2 separate regions of the Rattus norvegicus genome follow, and region 1 is linked to region 2. Evidence: chromatin contacts called from public Hi-C data. All regions are on one chromosome and are shown on one strand. Each heading gives the region's core, a stretch centred on a gene start, on an enhancer-like site or on the middle of the called end of the contact. The rest is flanking DNA. Distances are from core to core; before and after follow the strand shown. Region 1 holds the start of Hspbp1 (HSPA (Hsp70) binding protein 1). Region 2 holds the start of Zfp628 (zinc finger protein 628).

The links. Hi-C and Micro-C count contacts between places; a contact is called where the count stands out from the background.
Region 1: a Hi-C map of mammary epithelial cells shows a contact between it and region 2, with 3 times the contacts expected there. The contact joins the promoter of Hspbp1 here to the promoter of Zfp628 in region 2. A contact is called at or near these places in 3 of 12 Hi-C or Micro-C datasets (kidney, liver and mammary epithelial cells) and 1 of 1 datasets of contacts at active chromatin or transcription factors (oligodendrocytes).

Annotation. Positions count from the first base shown.
Region 1 is chr1:78,190,626-78,196,512 of GRCr8, reverse strand. Hspbp1 (HSPA (Hsp70) binding protein 1) reads right to left here and starts at 2,095. Exons shown (of 8, transcript NM_139261.1): 1 at 2,067-2,095; 2 at 1,446-1,743. The coding sequence starts at 1,649. LOC108349434 (a long non-coding RNA gene) reads right to left here. Exons shown (of 3, transcript XR_001835671.3): 3 at 4,437-5,847. It also overlaps a transcript of Brsk1 not described here.
Region 2 is chr1:77,945,972-77,951,869 of GRCr8, reverse strand. It overlaps Zfp628 (zinc finger protein 628), which reads left to right and starts at 1,874. Exons shown (of 3, transcript NM_001401702.1): 1 at 1,874-2,063; 2 at 4,263-4,369.

The DNA of each region.
Region 1 (5,887 bases), core at 846-3,345, 240 kb before region 2:
GTAAACACAGAGAAGCTAGAGGTAAAAAAAAAAAAAATACAACATGTAATGTGACATGATATGGCAGTATGACAAGCTCTGTATGGTAAGATGAAGACAACGGAGGATCATGAGCGTGGAGGTTGTGACAAATGTCCTGAGAACTACATGCAGTTTGAAAAGCATCCCTGGCCTGTACTTGCCACCACCACGTTAGGACAAGACCTGCTCTCTAGCCATGCCAACTATTGTCTGGAGAACTAAAACAAACAAACAAAAACCAGAAAGGGTAGAGAATGAGGAGAAATCAGCAAATGGCACGAGAACAAGACAAGGGAGCCCAGAGGAAGATCAGACACTATACTGTCCCCAAAAGGGAGCTTCAAGACTGAAATGGCTAGCATAGCACACACCTGTAAGCCCAGGATTTAGGAGGTGTGGGGGAAGGGCACAGGAAGGTGGGAAGGGTAAGGTCATTTAGGCTAGCCTGGTCTGTATGAGACACAATCTCTTTTTTTTTTTTTTTTTTTTTTTTTTTGGTTCTTTTTTTCGGAGCTGGGGACCGAACCCAGGGCCTTGCGCTTCCTAGGTAAGCGCTCTACCACTGAGCTAAATCCCCAGCGAGACACAATCTCAAAACAGGAAAGAAAAGGGGAAGAGGCTGTAAGGCTTTGAAATCACACTCCAGGATAAATATCTCATTGCTCTGTGCCCGTTTCCTTCTTGTGTCATAAAGATTTAATGATACAACTTGTATAAATGTTTCTATAACTTAACTGAGTTACTGTAATACTCTATGTATCATAAATGTCAGCTAAAAAGAAATTACATGTAAAATTCCTATCAACCTTCAAGACAATTCTGTCAGGTTTGATTATGGCTATTCCATAAATTAAAAAAAAAAAAAAATCAGAGACAGAGAAAGGATATGACTTGCCCAACCAAGGTCATGGTTGGCAACTGGCCATGCCCAACTATACAGTATACTGTGTACTGGTCAGTAAAAACTAGAACATCAAAACTGCCTGATAGGGGTTGGGGATTTAGCTCAGTGGTACAGCGCTTGCCTAGCAAGCGCAAGGCTCTAGGTTCAGTCCCCAGCTCCGGAAAAAAAAAACTGCCTGATGAAACACTATCATTGCTATTATTATCACCATCAATTAAAAAAATGATGAAAACTTTAGGATTGTAAACTTTAGGATTGGAAAGTATACCCAAGGTCATACTTGTGAGGACAAGGCTGAATCTAGTTCTACCTGGGTCCAGAAAACCCAGACTGATCCTGCCTCCCAGTAAAAGGCTGTGTTCAGACACTTCACAGCTGACCTTCAGCCTACCATGATGCCACATTTAGACTCTTGCTCACACCCAGGAAGACAACAGCTTCTAATTCACTTAACCACTCTTCCTAAGACACTAATATCCCCAGGACTCTCATCCAAGGTTCTTAGGTTCTCATACTTTACCTCCTCGCTCATGGGTTCTGGAGGAGGGTCTGGTTCCTCAGAGCCCGCAGTAATAGCCATCTGCAGCAGGCCTTGGAGGTTCCGTGGAAGGCGAGGGTTGCCTGAGCCCCCCGCCGAGGAGCCACTGCTCCCTGACGAGCAACCCTGGGAGGCCGGAGGCAGTGCGAGGGGGAGGCGACTGCCCCCTGAGCCTTTGTCTGCCATGGACTGTCTGTGAAGGAAGAATGTGTTGAAAAGAAATTGATGGTCACCGGTGAGGCAGCTCTGGCGTCGGGATGGGTCGATTCCTTAAGGTCTGCTGAAAAGGTGGAGTTTTGAAGGTGTTAGGAGTCTCCTCCTGATCCCAAAGCATTCTGGCTGCAACCACCTTAACCATAGCCCCCTTTCCTTCCTTCATACCAACAGGACCCTTCCCCAAATCCGACGTCCCTCCTTACTCCCTAGCAACAGGCCCCACCCACTCCCTGGCAACGAGCTCCCCCAAGCTCCCCAGCTTGCGTCCTTGTCTCTTAGCAACCCCACTGCCCCGCCTCCGTGGCAACAAGTCTTCCCTCAGTCTCCTTAGCAACAAGTCTCCTTCCTTGCCTTTGAAGAGGGGCGCCCCAGTGGGGCTGATCTCACCTTGCCCGGTCTAGAGCGGCCACCACGCCTAAAGACAGACTCGCCTGCACCTGACTCTGTTGGACGCCGCCATCTTTGCCGGAAATACGCAGATCTCACTCGGAAGTGCCTCACCCCAAGCTGTTTGCCCAGTTCTAAGCAGCACCCCTTGGCGGATGCGGCACTTAGCTCCGCCTCTGTCTACTAAGCCTTTCTCCTTGCCACGCCCCTACATTCGCGCTTTTGTTATAAGCCCCGCCCCCTAGCTCCTCTAAGTACCTTAGCGAATACGACACTCTCGTGGCGAGCTCCTCCCCTCCCAGACATAGGCCCCGCCTATACTCATATCCCCGCCTCTGTTCTAGGCGTTTCGGCCTGACCCAGTCAAGCCCCGCCTCTTAGTACCTGGAACTTCAGCTTGTCCTGTTCGGCCACGCCCCTGCGTAGGCCACGCCCCTTCTCTGCTTCTCAAGGGGTTTTGTTCCTCACTTAACCGATTTTAACTGCAGTTGCTCCTATAGAGTCTTGGCATATCGCCCCTAATATCCCACCTTTGTAACCTAAGACTCAGTCTCATCTTTTTTTAGGCCTCTGTTTCCCCACTTATTATCGGTTTCGATGTGGAATACTCTGAGTTGTGTATATATGTCTTCATGTGACTATGCATGGTGTGTGTGGAAAGTCACATCAGCTGTCTTCCACCTTTTATCTTCACCTCGTTTAAAAAATATTTTTAGAGTTTTCTTTTAAAGATTTATTGTTTTTAATTATGTAGTGGAGGAGGAGGCGGGTGCATGTAAATGCAGGTTCCCATGGGGCCAGAGACATAGGATCCCCTAAAGCTGGAGTTACAGGCAATTAAGAGACAACCAGTGTGGGTGCTAGGAACCAAGCTCAGGCCCTCTGCAAGAACAGTAAGTACTTTTAACTGCCAAGCCACCTATCTCTCCAGCCCCTCACATTATTATTGTTGTTGCTTTAATTTTTGTAAATTTATCCATTTACTTGTATATGAATGGTTTATGGTTGGTTGGTTAGTTTTTGGGTTTTTGTCCTGTTTTTGAGACAGTGTTTCACTGTGTAGTCTTGGCTGTCCTAGAACTGACTCTGTAGAACGGGCTGGCCTCAAATTCACAGAGATCCACTTTCCTCTGCCTCCTGAGTGCTGGAATTAAAGGCATGCACCACCACTGCCCAGTGTGAATGCATGTCTTGCCTGCACGTATGTATGTGCACCATACCCATGCCTGATGGATTGCCAGGAACTGGAGTTACAGATGATTGTGAGCCATCATACGGGTACTGGGAATTGAACCTGAGTCCTCAGCAAGAGCAATAAAGTAACAAGAGCTTTTAATGAACTATCTCTCATTGAACTATTTCTCCCCCCCCCCTCTCTCTCTCTCCCTCTCCATCCCACCCCACTCCACTTTTGTTTTTCATTTTGGAGTTGGTTTGGTATTTTGTTGTTTTGTTTTGATGAGGCTCTCAGTATGTAACCTTGGCTGGCCTGGAGCAGACATGACCAGGTGGTCCTACAACTCATAAATATTCACATGCCTTAGCATCCTGAATGTGGGGGTAAGAGTGTGCACACCCACCCTGCCTTATTTTATTCACTTTTATGTATGAGTATTTTACCTACATGTATGCGTATATATATATATTGAACTCTGGACCTCTGGAAGAGCAGCCAGTGCTCTTAACCGCTGAGGAATCTCATCTGCTCCAGACTTTTTATTTATGTATATATGTATATCTATGTACAGGTAAGTGCATGTGAATATAGGTGCTATAGGAGGCCAGAAGAGGGTTTTATATTCCCTGGAGCTGGAGTTACCTGTAACTGTGAGCTTCCTGACATGGGTGTGGCAACGGAACTTGGGTCCTCTGAAAGAATAGTACTCATCTTAACTGCTGAGCCATCTCTCCAGCCCTACGTTTTATACCAGCTGGCTATTGAGTCCCAGAGAATCTTCCTATTTCCACTTGTCAACAAGCATGTACCACACAAACACCCTGGGGGTGCTGGAGATCAAACTCAGATCCTTTATCAAGTGCAACAAATATTTTACTATCGAAGCTGTCTCCCTAACATCTCCCTAACCACATTCTCTAGGTTTTTAAAAGGATTTCTGTAGCCCAGGCTGGTCTTGAGCTTGCTAAATACCTGGGCTGATCTTGAACTCCTCCTCTTCTCAAGTACTATGATTACAGGTATATGCTATTATTAATAGGACCCCTATTACTCTGGAGTATCTCAGTAAAGAAGGAAAAGCTTTATGATCACATTCCTTACAGATTATTATAAATTATTATCTACATATGTATCTATGCATCATACTGTAACTTTCATAGTATGCAAGGGAGCTTGCATCTTGGCTACCCTCGTGGTGCATATGTTTAATATTATATATACATATAAATATGCTATATGTACACTTATATTATGTGGCATCATATATCATTATACATATATACATCGTACATAGACCCATACATGTATACATATACATTATTGTTCTAATCCTCAGAACCTATGAATATGTGACCTTATATACCCAAAGAAAATTAGAACATGAGATTCAGTTAGGGATTTTTTTTGGCTGGGGGGGCTGAGTTTAAAGAATATGCTCTGCTCTCAGTTAGATCTAGAACATCCTGGTGTATCTTGATTCCAGCCTGGTCAAATAGTGGGTTCCAGGACAGCCATGGCTACACAGAGAAATCCTATTTCAAAAAACTACCAAAACCAAAAGCCCAAGGTGGAAAGCTCCTGAGGAATGACACTAGAACCAACTAGAGGTTGATCTTTGTTCTCTACAAGCATTATGCACGCGTGTGAACACACATCTGCGCGCGCACACACACACACACACACACACACACACAAATAATAAATTATAGATGTGGGGAGAGTAACCAGAATACATTATATACATGTATGAAATTTTTTTTAAACTATATATTTTTTGTTTTTCGTGTAGTCATGGCTGTCCTGGAACTAGCTCTGTATACCAGGCTGGCCTTGAACTCATCAGAATCTACCTGCCTCTACCTCCCGAGTGCTGGGATTAAAGGCAGGTGCCACCACTGCCTGGCAAACATATATATTTTTAATACAGATGAAAACCGATAATTACAGAATACGAGACATAAAGCAAAGACATGGTGACTGTTACATATAAAGCCCAACACAGCTGCTTTCTGGCCTTCCTCTTTGCTTACTCATATCTATATACCCTGGCCTCTTCAGTGTTGCTAAGACATAACCCAGCAGACTCTTGCCTCAGGACCTTTACACTTGCGCTTTCTCTCCCTAACTACTCCTTGCCTTTTGTCTGCATGATTCATTTTACTTCCTAGCCATCTTACCTAATGCATACCTATTCCTAGAAGCATTTTCCAGGAGAAATGGCTCCGTGATTAAGAGCTCTTGCTCATCGAAGACCTGAGTACAGTTCCCAGCACCCACTCTAGGCAGCCCACAACTACCTGTAACTCCAGCTCCAGCCATCCAGCATCCTCTCCCAACTTCCAGTGGCACCCAAATGCATAAATACAATCTTTTTTTTTCTTTTTTTTTTCCGGGGCTGGGGACCGAACCCAGGACCTTGCGCTTCCTAGATAAGCGCTCTACCACTGAGCCAAATCCCCAACCCCACACAAATACAATCTTAAGGAGAAAAGAAACAGTTTCTTACCCTTAGTCATCTCTTCAGAACCAACCATGACTGTCTAAAGTGGCTAACAGGGTCCTCGCCTTGTCCAATCAGCTGCCTCCTCCACTAACAGGAGAACCCTATAGGGGAGGAATTTTGTAGATTTAGCACCCTGCCATG
Region 2 (5,898 bases), core at 625-3,124:
CTGGGATCAAAGGCATGCGCCACCACGTCTGGTCCTAAGATTCTCTTTACCTGAAACTTGCTCCACTCCAGGCTGGCCTTGAACTCAAGAGATCTGCTTGCCTCTGTCCCCTGGGATTAAAGGCATGTACTAAGGTCATATCTGTGTTCCAGCCAGAATAGCCATGTTGCTGGATTAAAATTCCTCTACAGATATGACTTGAATTCCAGTATCAGATTGGGCAGTAAGCATCAGTATCTGCTGAGCCACCGCACCAGCCCTCTGCATGGTTTGTTTTTTTTTCTTCCCCGCCCCTGCATGTTTTTTGTTTGTTTGTTTGTTTTTTTAGTTAACACCACTAACTTAGAGCTGGAGTGATGGCTTGGTAGTTAAGAACAACTGCTAGTTTTACAGAGGACTGGGCTTCAGTTCCTTGGGACCACACCTGACAGTTCACAACTGCTCTGAAACTCTAGCTCCAGAGGATCTGACGGTTTCTTTTGGCTTCCTCGGGCACCGGGTACATATGTGGTGCACAGACATGCATGTGGGCACTCGTGCATATAGAGAAAGTAAAAATAAATAGATCTTAAGAAAAAAGCAAAAGAATCCTCTCTCCTTACCCGGGCATCAAGAGAGTGGCTCCTTAGCAACCTCTTGAGATGTAACCTGAGAGTAACCGAAATGGCCTACTTGGCTGATGCTAAGACAACTAATTGGTTACTCTCCCCTAGGAGCCTGTACCTACGCTACGGTGCCATCTTATTTTCCACCCACTCTCCTGTTGAGAAGCTCATATCTATACTTGGATGTGTCTTTCTTCTGAGATCCTTTTATAAACCTTGTGCTTAAATCTATAGTAAAATATCTTTCAATAAACTTACCATATCTGCTTCATAAACTGGCTATAGCTGTGGAATTCCTTAGACCCCAAGCCAAGTCCCCATTTTGACCTACATCAAGAGCCCTAAAAGTCTAGGGGAACTCCTTGGGCTGCTGACAATGGTGGTGTGTCTCCTTGCTACTGACAAGGACCTGGTTACCACCGATCTTTCCAACAAGAGGTAGGCAGAGATGGGTTAGAGATAAAAGGACCTTTGGGTAAGGGCAGAGAATAGCTTGTAGAAGCCCATTGGGGGGGGGCATCGCAGTAATCCCAGCATTTGGGAGATAGAGGCAGGATAAGGACATCAAGTCCAGCGTGGTGCTGGTGGGTGTGTGTCTGGAGGAGGTCCACAGTCCTAGAGTGTTTGGCTTGCAGTACTGGCTTTGAACTTGTGGCTCTCTGGAGTGTCTAAAGGCACTGTGGCTGTTGTTAAGTGTCTGTGTGCATAGGCAGTTGCACCAGTAACTAGTGGGCAGAGGCCGGAGCGGCAGCTGATGTCACTACAACACACGAAACCAACCAACCAACCAGCCAACCAACCAACCAAAGCCAAAACTATCACAAGTGAGAATGCAGGTGCAGGCCTGCAATCCCAGCTTTGGAGAGGTGAAGGCATGGGGATTATGAATTCAAAGCCAGCCCGAGCTGCATACTGTGCTCCCTACATGAGACTATTGCCTCAAAAAAAATTTTTTTTAAATAACAAAAATAATCTATCCCAAAGTCTCAGCACAGGCTGAGAAAGCAAGCAGATGCCAGCAGGCGGGGGAAGAAAAGCAGGCTTGAAGGGGCAGCTCAGACACGCCCCTCCCCAAGACCCAGGCCACGCAGGAAGGTTATGTGCCTCAGTTTCCCGCGTCTGAAGAATTCCTTTTCAGCACGAGGGAACGGAGTATGAGCACATACCATACACCTGAGGCTTGGACCCCCCAGGACTCTGCAGCTGGCGCACCCCAGCAGTGGGTGGGGCCGGGCGCGTTGCGTCATGACGCACGACGGTGGCGGCGGGGTTTGTGTGCGCGAGAGGCCGCCGATAAAGGTTGAGTGCCTCGCGCCGGGGGCCGTGGGGAGGGAGCGCGCCCCCGCCCCCTCCCGGGCCGCGGGTCCCCCAGCGCAGTGCCGGGCCCCGCTTCCCGTCAGCCCCCGCGGGAAGGCCCTGGGGTTCTCTTTGATCCCCCCTCCCCGACCGGGGCCACAGGTGAGAGACCGGAGGGCGCGGAGGGGGAAGGGCCGGAGGGCGGAGTCGTTTGGAAAACGGCGAGCGGGAAACCGGAAGGGGTACCTTAAAGGGAAGGTCGCTATTTTGCCTCCGATATTTATCTGTTAGGTAGGCTCCGCCCTCTTAAAGGGTAAGGGCAGTGTGTTTAGCTGCATTTTTGCAAAGCTTCCTTGCCGTTTTCTCCCTTCTCTTTCTCTTAAAAGGGGGATTATTTCCTTAAGAGCGGATGATAGCTTCCCAAACATTGAACGAAAAGTTTCATAATTCTTCTGGTCCCTAGAATATCTGAACAAAGATAGCCCCCCCCCCCCGGCCCCCAGATATAATCTCATGTAGCTCAGGATGCCCTCAGACTCAACTATATAGCTGAGAGTGACCTTGAGTATATGATCCACTTGCCTTCATCTACATGCTGGGATTACAGGCCTGCCTGTGCCACCACGCAGGTTTCATGGTGTCATGTGAATAGAACCCAGAGCTTCGTGCATGCCAGTCATTAACTCTTAATAACTGACTATATCCCAAACTCTAACAGCTTCCTCTCAAAACCCAGCCTTTTTTTTTTTTTTGGTTCTTTTTTTCGGAGCTGGGGACCGAACCCAGGGCCTTGCGCTTCCTAGGTAAGCGCTCTACCACTGAGCTAAATCCCCAGCCCCAAAACCCAGCCTTTTAAAGGGGATTCTCACTGCTAAGATGGGTCCCTGTTCCTTTGGGCCTCTTGTGTTAAAAGATGTGGCCTCGGGGTTGGGGATTTAGCTCAGTGGTAGAGCGCTTGCCTAGGAAGCGCAAGGCCCTGGGTTCGGTCCCCAGCTCCGAAAAAAAAGAACCCAAAAAAAAAAAAAAAAAAAAAAAAGATGTGGCCTCAGAAGCATAGGCAGTTTCTGAAGCTCATTTGTCATCCACATTTCAAAAGGAACACTAGCGCTTTAAAAGCAGAAGTCCTTTGTAACCTGTCAAGAGGGGATGGCTAGTCTATGTTCTCTCAGGCTGTATTTACTGAGCATGCACTCGGCTGATGTTTTGGTAGGTGCAGGGATGTAACAGTGAATGAGGCAGATGTTCCCTGTTCGGATGATGTGAACATTAACAATAAAACAAGCAGTGAGAGAGCTATATGTCCTGATGGGGCCATCTCTGGTACTGCCACTGCAGTACTGACTTACCGGATTTACTAGGGAAGGGTCAAACTGGCACTAGTTTGGTTACTAATGGCATCCATTCCGTTGAGGTCAGGAATCCTGCTAAACATACAGCAGTGTGTTAGACAGCCCCTCTGACAAAGAATGACCCATTTCCAAATCTCTGTGCTGATGAGGTTGAGAAATCCTGGCTAGGGTGGTGGTGATGCACGCCTTTGAGCCCGGCGCTCAGGAAGCAAAGGCAGATAGCTGAGTTCGAGGCCAGCCTGGTCTCTGTAGTGAGTTCTGGGACAGCCAGGGCTATGCAGAGAAACTGGGCCTCAAGACAAAGAGAAAGAAATCCTTGTACTTCGGTGAGGAGCCCCAGTGAGAAGGGAGCAAATCGAAGCACGGGGAGAGAGCAGGGAGTGCTGAAGGGATTTAAGTAGGCTGGTCTGAGGAAGTATTTCTGGGGTGAGTTCGTGGCTAACTTGGAGGTGACAGTGAATTGTGGATGGTAGAGGGAAGGGGCACTAGGCAGAAGCTCTGAAGTGGGGTTAGCTTTCTCTGCCCAGTTGAAAGGCCAGAGGCACGGAAAGCCAGCAAGATGGGAGAAGACTACCAGTTATGAACAGTCCGTAGGCTCCTGAGAGAGAGTTTGTCTTCTGTTCCCACATAGGTGTGGCTGTTATACTGGTTTGCCTCAAACTCATCCTCCTCCTTTCTTAGCCTCTTCTCTCACCACACCTGGTTTATGCAGTGCTGTAGTTCAAACCCAGGGCTCTGTGTGTTGGATAGGCACTCCACCAACAGAGCTACATGTCTTGCCCAACCTTTGTAATAGGAGACCGTAGAGGGGAAAAAGACATGGAGTTAGATTGTGGTTAAGTGTGAGGTATCTTGTCTACCAAGCCTGTGGAGCAAAGGAGAGGCTTGGGTAGAGCCACACTTGTGGAGTTTTTAATAGATTGTGGAATCCTAGGAGAGAGCGAGGGCTTCCAGAGAGGGGGCAGATAGAAAGACAGCAGTTCTTGACTGAGCTCTAATTCTCCACCTCCAGGTTTAGAAGGATCCAGCCCAAAGGCTAATGTGGTCACAGAAAAGAGTGTCAGCCATCTGCAGCTAGGAGATATGCTTAAAGGAAAGACTCAGCAGCAAGGAGCTGGGGTACGTGGGGACTACAGGTACCTGCACTGGTTCCAGAGGGAAGGGCAGGTTAAGCCTCCTGACCTATAAAAGACCGGAGAGAAGTGAAACAAGGGGTCTTGTTTCTTTGTTTGCTGCTGGGAGTGGGCCTGGAGAGAAGCAAACTGCTAGAGGATGCCATGGGAGGTCAGAGGCCATGGGAGGTCAGAGGCCATAGCAGAAGGCAGCTTGGGGCCGGGTCTTCGTGGTTTTTCAACTGCTACTCTTTTGGACCGGATCTTTGTAGGGATTCATTATATGCACTGTAGGGTGTTAAGAAGCACCGCTGTCCCTGCACTTGACAAGCAACAGCCAGTGTCTCCAGACATCACAAGGGGTCTCCTGAGTGGGAAGACAGTTGGCTCAGTTGGGAACCATTGGTGCCTGGATTGGAGCATGAAAACATTGTTCAGATCGCTTTTCTTTTTCCAGTCATCGGCATGGTCAGTGACAAGGTCACTGGGTAGGAACAGGGAACAAGAGGATTTCAGTTGGGGAAGAAATATGAGGGAGCATGGGGCTCAGAGAAAGTGCTGTGTGAGGTGAGAAGCATGGGCTGTGTTCTGAGTTGTAGGCCTGAATGTATGCATGGGCAGGATGTACCAGGGAGAGTGTGTACAAGGCTGGTAACTCTGGTAGCGATGGCATGATGGAAGGAGGTTGCAGATCCTCTGGGAACAGGATGTCATCATGTTGTTGTAAAAATATAAAAAATAAAAAAAGTATGGGTTGTCTTTTATCCTGCTAGGTCACACTGCAGTGCCCCAAGATATCTGCTAGGTATCGTGTCCGAAACACATCCCAACTCAGCGGCGGTCCAGAACAGCCACCGCACACTTTCCTACACTCAAACCATCACACAAAAGAACACACAACACAATAACCTTAGATTCAATTGGTAAGATATAATTGCCCACCTAAACATACAAAGCCCAGTACCATCCATCTGTTAAGAACATTTGTAACAACCTGTAAAGGTACAGCATGGAATCTTAACATCACCCGCCATATTCTCCTGCTACAGCTTTCTCTCCCTTTCCTCCTGTCTCCTCCTTTCCGTTCCAGTCTCCTCCTCTTCTTTCAAACTTCTCTCCCGCCCATCCTTCCTTCTCCTCCAATGACAGGCCTCCTTCTATCCTGTACCTGCCCCTCACCTGTATTTTACAAATTCAATGGGGAGAAGGTTCTGGTGAAGTCACCTGATTCCTGAGTACGGGACTAGGCAGCTGTCCTTGGGACAGTAGAATTAGCATCAAAATACAGATAACTCCAGGACAAACCACATCATCATCACTAGGGGTTTGGGGGACCTGAGAGTGGATGGTGGAATGGGATGCCTAAGGCTCTGATCACTCCTCGGTGGCTTTGCTTAGAGTGAAATTGTTTAGGGTGAGGTGGGGGGGGGGGGGACGACAAGTGTTGAGGTGGAGAGGTAGGAGGTAACTCTTCAAAACAGGCAGGAAACAAAGCCAGAGGCTTCTTCCAAGGGACTGATGACAGAGGGAGCCATT